Linked DNA regions of Zea mays: region 1 is linked to region 2. Evidence: chromatin contacts called from public Hi-C data. All regions are on one chromosome and are shown on one strand. Each heading gives the region's core, a stretch centred on a gene start, on an enhancer-like site or on the middle of the called end of the contact. The rest is flanking DNA. Distances are from core to core; before and after follow the strand shown. Region 1 holds the start of LOC100384270. Region 2 overlaps LOC103654570 (DEAD/DEAH box RNA helicase family protein).

The links. Hi-C and Micro-C count contacts between places; a contact is called where the count stands out from the background.
Region 1: a Hi-C map of leaf shows a contact between it and region 2, with 7 times the contacts expected there. The contact joins the promoter of LOC100384270 here to the enhancer-like site in region 2. A contact is called at or near these places in 19 of 25 Hi-C or Micro-C datasets (bundle sheath, ear, endosperm and 6 more) and 2 of 3 datasets of contacts at active chromatin or transcription factors (leaf and seedling).

The regions. Positions count from the first base shown.
Region 1 is chr4:213,188,843-213,193,194 of Zm-B73-REFERENCE-NAM-5.0, reverse strand. It overlaps LOC100384270, which reads right to left and starts at 2,084. Exons shown (of 3, transcript NM_001176835.1): 1 at 1,549-2,084; 2 at 1,319-1,448; 3 at 439-1,238. The coding sequence starts at 2,004. The coding sequence ends at 892.
Region 2 is chr4:212,980,893-212,985,113 of Zm-B73-REFERENCE-NAM-5.0, reverse strand. It overlaps LOC103654570 (DEAD/DEAH box RNA helicase family protein), which reads right to left. Exons shown (of 22, transcript XM_008681414.2): 19 at 3,333-4,221; 20 at 3,152-3,206; 21 at 2,848-3,003; 22 at 1,496-2,534. The coding sequence ends at 2,012. Among protein-coding and RNA genes, the nearest start is that of LOC103654570, 28 kb to the right of the region's middle. Within about 2 kb of position 1,568, at least 14 of the 20 cell types and tissues checked have an H3K27ac peak or open chromatin away from gene starts, as enhancers often do. A contact at or near this core is called in bundle sheath, ear, leaf and 3 more, where this site is marked.

The DNA.
Region 1 (4,352 bases), core at 835-3,334, 210 kb before region 2:
CCCATTCGCATGCATCATGCTCCGATGCCCAGTTCCCCTTCCCTCGCTCTACAAGCTAGACAAGCTTTTTCCAAGCCAAAAACCGGCACCCAGCTTTTCTGTTTCTGTGAGCAGCGCGCGTCCAAGTGGGTCATGTGTGGCTGCAGACATCCAGTAACCTGGCTTGTCCATAGCCACCAGCGAAGCACCGTCCAAGTGGTCACTGCGCTTTGCTTTTCATCAGCATCTCAGGCAGGAAGAAGGCAGGCCATTATCAGCCATGCATGCACATGACTACTGATGCGGGGGGTTTTTTTTTGCCGCAAGAAGAGAACATCTGCTCTAGCTATAGGTGATGGAAGAAGATCATCGATGATCAAACTACTCTAAAGCATGATTTGTTGAGGAGGCATGGGCATAGCATGATCACTTTGTCCTCCGAATTGAAACGACAAGACGAGAGCACAACTCATAACCCATGATGCGTGTTTCAGAGACTTGTTAAAGCCTAAGCATGTGTGTCTTTTACGTACTACTACTACTACTAGCTGTAGTTAACTACTATCCCTGCTCAGCTCTGCCCCCCTCCCTCACCCTCAGTCTCGATCGTAATAACGCTCCCATTTTAATGATGTCACTGATCGCTCTTACTACACTATTGGCCTCTGTAGCAGGGCGCCGCCGCCTGTAAAAAATTCAGAGCCCATTGGTGGGAGTGGGAGTGGGAGTGCGAGGAGGAGGAGGAGGAGCTGCCGTCGCCGCAGACGCACTCGACGCCCGGCCGGTACCCGAGGCTGTTGAGGCACAGGCACACCGCCGCGGCATTGGTGCCGCCCGCCGCCGTTTCCTGCTCCTGCTTCATCACCAGTGGCTGCTTGATGATGCCGGTTTCCTCCGGCGGCTGGTAGGCCGCTAGGCTGATGGACAGGTTGAGGTCGATGTCGAGGTGGCGCCGCGGCGGCGTGGCGGACCGCGGCTCGTCGTCGCTGCTACGGCTGTAGGCCTCGTCCGGCGAGTTCGAGATGACGACGACCTCCAAGTGGTCCTGGTGCGGATGGCCTGCTGGACCGCCGCCGGCCGCTCGCTTCTGCGGCTCCTGCAGCTGGTAATGCTGCTGCCCCGCGGTCGCGCTGGCGAGCGGGCGGTGCGTCTGCGGGTCCATGCCGCGGGCGAGGAGCTTGCGCTTGATGTGCGTGTTCCAGTAGTTCTTGATCTCGTTGTCCGTCCTGCCCGGCAGCCTCCCGGCGATGAGCGACCACCTGCATACACATACGCGATCAGGAACGGTTCTTCTTTTTTTAATTTCATCTCTATGGACATGCATGGCATGGCAGCCTACTTGTTGCCGAAGAGCTCGTGGAACTTGATGATGAGGTCATCCTCCTCCTCGGTGAAGTTGCCGCGCTTGAGGTCCGGGCGCAGGTAGTTGATCCACCGCAGCCGGCAGCTCTTCCCGCAGCGCAGCAGACCTGCACAGCCGTCCATCCGCCCCGCACATCTATCAAACTCACCCCATCTTGGAAACATACAAGCATGGCATGCATATATCTTGATCCGCATCCTACGCACCTGCGGCTTTTGGTAGCGATCTCCAGCAGCCCTCGCCGTGGGCCTTGATGTAGGCGACGAGGCGCTGGTCCTCCTCCTTGGTCCACGCGCCCTTGTTGGTGTGCGCCTGCTCGCAGCACGGGGACCTCCCCATGCCGGCCGCCCGCCAGGCAGAGATCGACGACAGCCACGCCGCGCACAGACAGAGAGGCCTCGCTGCTGCCGGAGTGGGTGGGAGTACGTAGTCGATCGGAGGATGCTGGACTGGTGGCGGCGATCGATGGCGTGGTTTTGCTGCGAGCCTTTCGCGAATGGAGAACAGAACAAAGGCAAGGAGCCGGGGAGGAGCGGGGGAGGAGTGGTTGGTTTTATACGAAAGAGGGGTCGAGGTGGAGAGCGTGGAGGAGCGAGGGCCGAGGGTGCCCGCCCCATTGACCCGGATCCCTGTGAGTGAGCCATGGCCCCGTGCCCATGCATTTGACCGAGTTGGTGTGGTGGTGTGATGGGGTGGGAGGTGGACCACCCGGTCGAGTGGTTGGTTGGCTGCGAAGCAGAGCCGCAGCGAGGGGAGAGGAGGGGAGGGGCGCTGCCTGTATTTGGTAGGTGTAGGTAGGTAGGTAGGTAGGTGCGCTTCACTTGAGTGCCCGTTGTCCTATTTCCGTTGGGATTTTGCTAAATTCAGGTATATGGATTTTAGTTTTTTTCAGATAATAGTTATTATATATTTTTAATACTAAAATTACATATACGATTTATTGTATTTTATATAGATATAGTCTGTAATTTGTAGTTTCGAGAATAAAGAATTTATAAGACAACATTATAAACCTAACAAATCTAATTACGTGTTGGCACGATAATAATAAAAAAAATATTTGTATAGTTAAGCAAAGACAAAAAAAAATGATTTGTTATAATACAAAGACAAATCATAAAAGCAACATTTCATACTAATTAGGTTATACATGCGTGTTGACTCAAATTATCTAAAATTCAGACACTTTTATGCAGTTTTTTCTTTGTGTTTTTTTATTAATTTTTTTCCATTTGATGGTCACCATCCTTCCTCCCATGCTGCTTTTATTCCAGTTTGTTCTGGGGAAGGGAGCTTGCTAGCTGTACGCTGGGACTGTACCCAGCTGCAGCTACAGGCTAGGCTGGTAGACGCGGACGGCATGCTTAATAATTGATCGTATAGTAGTGGTGTATAATTTTAGCTAGTCCTAATCAGATATTAATGCTGCAAATAATGATCACATATTTTGAGATGAAACCTACCACGGCCTCTTCTGTTATTTTTGGTTTTCCCAACCTTTATCTCTACTAATATAAATCACTAATTTTAATAGTCGTCCGGCGTCTCGTATAAGATGTTTCCTTCATCCATCTCGTCTACAAACTAGAGATAAGGTAAAACTTATATGCCGGCTAAGAGTACATGACTATATATTATATATATATATATATATATAATTTGTTTTTATGTAATTGTTGTGTCTTAAAACTTTATCGAATATTTAGTCTCTGTTTGGTTTGAGTGACTAAAGATTAGTTCTTTTATTTTATTCTCATTTAGTCTTTAAGGCCTGTTTGGTTGGCTTCTCCCTGTAGCCTTGTTGCATGAGCCAGGCCGCGCGGGAGCCTGGTTTCAAAGATGCGACCAATTTGCTCGCGCCTGCAGACCCTGACCCAGGGTGCTTTGAGTATCGTACAAGCCTCGCTCTACATCTGCATGCATGTAACCAAACACACACCTCGCACGCGTAGATCCTCGTTGACAACAAACAAACACTAGCTCATTATATCCCGCGATGCAGGCACCAGCAAATACAGGCAACCAAACTCACGATAAATATCAAACGGTGGGACTAAAATAAGAACTAAACTAGTTTAGTCTCTAGTCCATCAAAGGGTGACTAAATGAGACTAAACCATATTAATTTCACTTTTTGCCCCTTAATTATTTTAGTTCCACTAATTGAGAGAGAATGGGTGGTATTTTGGTCTTCTTATTATTTATTTAATGTGCTCTAAATACTTTTAGCTGCTACAACCAAATAGGATAATGACTAAATTTTAGTCCCCTAATTAAACTTTAGTCCTTGGACTAAAGAAACCAAACATGCCCTAATACATGTGTGATATATTCTTATTGTAATGTTGTTGTAACTGTGCTCTGAATTAGAATATAATCTTGGTGTCATATATATGCATAGGTATGAAATAGAAGATCAATTAACTGGAGCAGTCATGTGAACAAGCATAACATCATAAAATGATGGAAAATAAAAACATGTGTTTGGCATGTTGACGTAGTTGTACGAGCCAAAATTGCTAATTTGTTATACCTAATAATCCTTACGAATTCCAAATGTTTCTTTCTTTCAAATGGTACTTTTCTTCCCTTTTTAGTTAGTTTCTAGTTAAATGCGCAATAGGTGTGTACGATTGTGCTCCGGACCCGTTTGATCTAAGGGGTTATTTTTTAGTCCCGTTCCATCCATAGTTTGAATACTAATTAGAAGTATTAAATATAGTTTAATTATAAAATTAATTACACTAAAGAAAACTAAATTAAAATGAGTCTATTAAACTTAATTAGTCCATGATTCCTCATATAATGCTACAGTAAACATGTGCTAATTATAAATATTTTATTAGGTTTAATGAATATATCTAGTAGTTTAGTCTTTATCTAAATAACTAAACTATATTTAATATTCATAATTGATATTTAAACATATGATGTGACACGAACTAAACTTTAGTAAGGGAAACAAAATACCTCATTAGTGTGGCCGCAAGATTTGATACTTCTAGTGGAG
Region 2 (4,221 bases), core at 319-2,818:
GTCACCCTAAAGGTACCATCAGATCAGAAGCATGATTTACTTGTATCCAGAGAAGTCAAACAAATCCTGCGAAGATAAGATCCTAAGGACCTTCTAGTTGATTGATACTCAAATCAGCTCGAAGCTCGGGGGGGCTACACCCTGCGGTGCACCCAATGGACCCGAACATGGCAAAGTCGCACTCGAAGAAATGTAATCAAATAGCATGACTCATTCTTAGAGTCTCAAGCCAATTACTCTCAAAAATTGGCTTGAGCCTCATGGGCTTGTGGGAGATAGATATCCCATGGGTCCTCGTAGCATGAATATGTTCAATGGGCTGTCTAGTGGGCCCCCAATAAGTTGTCCAGCAAGCATACTATTGGGCCGCACCCAGGCAAAATAGGTTTCATCAAAGAGAATGACGCTCGGAGTTGGAAGCAATCCTGAAGGATTGGCGCAAGGCTGCTATCTGTACGCACCTGTCGCAGAAGGATGGGTGATGTTCTGAAAGCATGTTTTGCGCACAACCGAATGGCAAGATACTCAGAAGGAAGCGATCGGACTCCAGAAGATCAGGAGCGCTCGCAACGACAGAAGATAGACTCAGATGTGATTAGATAAGCTTTCACGATCTGTAAAGAGATACCTTCCCATCCGTCTATATAAGGTTGTGGAGGTACCCCTACAAAACTCTCTCGATATCCCTCTCTTTCGAATCACGCCCACCATTAGACCGATAGATCTTATCCATCGCCAACCATGAATCATCTGTAATCTGTGCACCCCAAGCAAACTCAATACTCATCACCAAACATGACGTAGGGTGTTAAGCATTCAGGTGGCCCAAACCTGTATAATCCCCTTGTGTTCCGACGTGCTTCTTCCATCGAGTTACGATCAACGACGTCGTCCTCCCAAAAGCACTACATGGGTTACCCTGTAGTGCGCAATCGGAACATAAACACCGATAGGTACCAACATGCTAGAACTATCATAACCAAGTGAAAAAGAGGGTCTAAGAGGTTGTGATGCTCAGTTAGATTCATTGCTTATAATTTTCGTCATCTTTATGTTCGTCAATCGATGAGTATCAAGAGAATATAGGATGCGTACTTTACGGCTCGAACCACTCTATAGTGTAAAATGATAGGACACTAAATAAATTTTAGTTCAAAATAAATATAAATATGATCTAATCCTTAAATCTTATGGCCTTGTTCGGTTATTCCAATTCTATGTAGATTGAAGTAGATTGGAATGAATTGAGATGAATTTTGACTTGCTATAGATTTAAATCCTATATTATAAAATTTAAAGTCCATTGTCACCCATACTTGCATATCACGCCGAACTTATAGTCAGCCATACTTGCATGTCACGCCGAACCTATAGTCATAGCCACTAAAAACGCGCTTAGATTTAATGCACTGTCCTCAGAATCTCTGTGCTCACATTGTCGCGCCAATGTACGAAAACGCGTACGTTAATTGAGATGTACAGAAATCGACAAGACTGCACAAAACATTGCCTGTTTTCGGAAAGCAACCAGGCATCATGTACCAACCACTCGTCCTATTGACCAAACTCCACGTTGCCATCATGCTGCACGGATGCCTCGTCTATGCAAAACCAGTCGGTTCAGCATCGAGAGCGAGGATAATCCTGCGCAACAAAAACCGACACTGACGTCACCTTTGCCACTGGGTTTAACACATCAAGTCTCTGAAATGTCTGCATACAATAAGACCCTTATACATCGAACAGTATTTACAGGAGAATATACATGGTGTATTGAGCCTGTACTGAGATAAATACTCTACAAAATCTGCCGCCAGCGCATCTTCCAGCTCCAGGGCGCCGATAAATATCACAGCGGCAGACATGCCAGATCCTGCGGCATTGTCATGTGATGCAGGTTCGGGCCTTCTGCAGAAAACCTCATTGCTTGTGCAGTTCTCAGCATGCTCTGAGATGGCTAGGTACTGCAGCTAGATGACATCATGAATGGATGCTAACTTTACCACCACTATCAGAGACCTAAATCGAATGACGGAGGTGCAAAACTCATGTCTGATGCATTCTTAATTTCCACTGGTTTCTGCGTCGATTGTGTGGTCTTCTGTCTCCACTGTTCGGTTGCTTGAGCTTCAATTGCATCAAGATCAAGGTTCTCAAAGAAACCATCATCAAAATATAGGTGATCAGCGACTCTGCTGGCGACGTGTGGAGATGGTTCTGGTGCTGGTTCTGGTTCAAGGTTTATAACAGGGATCGCCAGAGGTTGCTGGAAGCTTAGCCTTCTCTTTCTGCAATCCAGCTTAGTCGATGATTCACAATTGGCGATCCCTCTTTCACATCGATCCTGTACAAAACTGTACGATGGGCTTGGGTTTATGGTATGATGTTGTGTTTGAATCTCTTTGGGAGTCTCAGTGTAATTGTGCCTAGCCTCTGAAGAATAGCTTGAATTTCCGGTCCGAGAAGCAGAATTGTAAGAAACATCAAGGTACCTTGAGGGTAGAACTACTGGGGACTGAGTAAACAACGATTGCCTGCACAAACATCAAACGAAATTGGCTTCAGGAAAAATAGCAAACATATGAACTAAACTCGTGCAAATAATGTCAAACTATGTTACAGGCTGAATATCTTAATCATAATAATCAAACCGTGCAAATCCATTTGTTTTCAGTTGTAAAACAACGCGGTAATTTTGAACTGTAACTATCGATTATAAAACTTCAGCACTTGTGCTTGTTGATGCCATATTGAATGCCAGGAACACAATAACCACAAACATGCAATCTAGATGGACATCATTCCAAAACTGTGCCGGAAATGAGTTGGCTAATGATCTGATAATACCTGTAGAAACCCATCATGTCACCATTGTGTCGATCACCTTGTTCAGTTTGTGTAAATTCAGTTGGAGTTGCCTGATCATCAATGAAGCTATCTTCGTATTTATCTTCACTCTGATTATCATCCTCATCCTCTGAAACATATGCATCTTCAGACACCCTAATGCAATAATGCAAGAGTAAAGTTGGAAGTTGGTAAGATAACATGACGCATAGGTATAGGTAAGCCATAAAAATAGCAAAAAACAACCAGCAAGAGTTCGTCTGCTGGTATGTAGTTTCCATTCGAAAGGTGACAGGAATCTTACCCGACTTCCTCGTCAATATAGGCATCTAGACGCCTCTTGGTCTTCCTTTTTGTCCCTAGAATACGAGGTTCAAAACATCCAACAAGATGTAAAGATATGTTCCAACAAACACAAAAAAGAAAATGAAAAAAAAAATAACAATATTGAACATTGACTATAAGGGTTGCAAGAACCAGCTCACCCATAGCATGTTTTATTTGGTTTGGCCTATCTTTATTAGCAATATTGCATTCTTCAAACCTATCATCACAGCCATCCAAAGATATGGAAGAGACTCTTTTGATCTTGTCACCATATTTGCATAGTCTTCTGTACTTAGGTGCTTGCTGGACTGATCCCGATGCATCCCCCCCTGACCTAAGCTGATAATCACCTGAGAAACTATCACACAGCATATTCCCAGGAGTATGTCTTGTAGTAGTAGCCATCTTCACATTTGAAGGATGCATTGGCTCTTCTGTTTTGGCTCGAGTCTGATCTAGCATATACAACCTTGATGATCCATCAAACTCGTTTTCCCCACAAAGCAATTGATCGTTTTTCTCAAAGTTCAAAGGTCCTTTGTGACTTCCAGCTACATTGGCATGAGCCCTCTCATCACGTGACTTTGGAGAACCACGCTTTGGCACAGCTCCAAAGTCTGCAGCTTCATCCATCTCTAGACGTAGGTGGCTAACTTCAACCACTGGAGACTCAGGAACAATTCCTTCTTCCATATATACTGTTAGCCTTGAATTAAGCTCCATGTCTTCCTGATATGAATAGGTGGACTCTGGCAGTTTAACATTGCAGGGTGTGTCCATTTTCTCCCTTGGGCTTGTCAGTGTTTTGGATGGTACAGTAGTAAGCACATGATTGTCATCAACATTGTCACCATGCCAAGAGCACTCAGGGGAATGCATGGCTACAGTTGATAAATTATCCACAAACAAATGTTTGTCTGTATTGGTACCAAGGACAAATTCAACTGTTGTCCTACAGACGCCTGCTGCTGATCTGTAAGGTTTGGCTTTGTTCTGATCTTTGTTATTCCAAACTGCACTTTTTATGTCCTTACTGAATGCAATTTT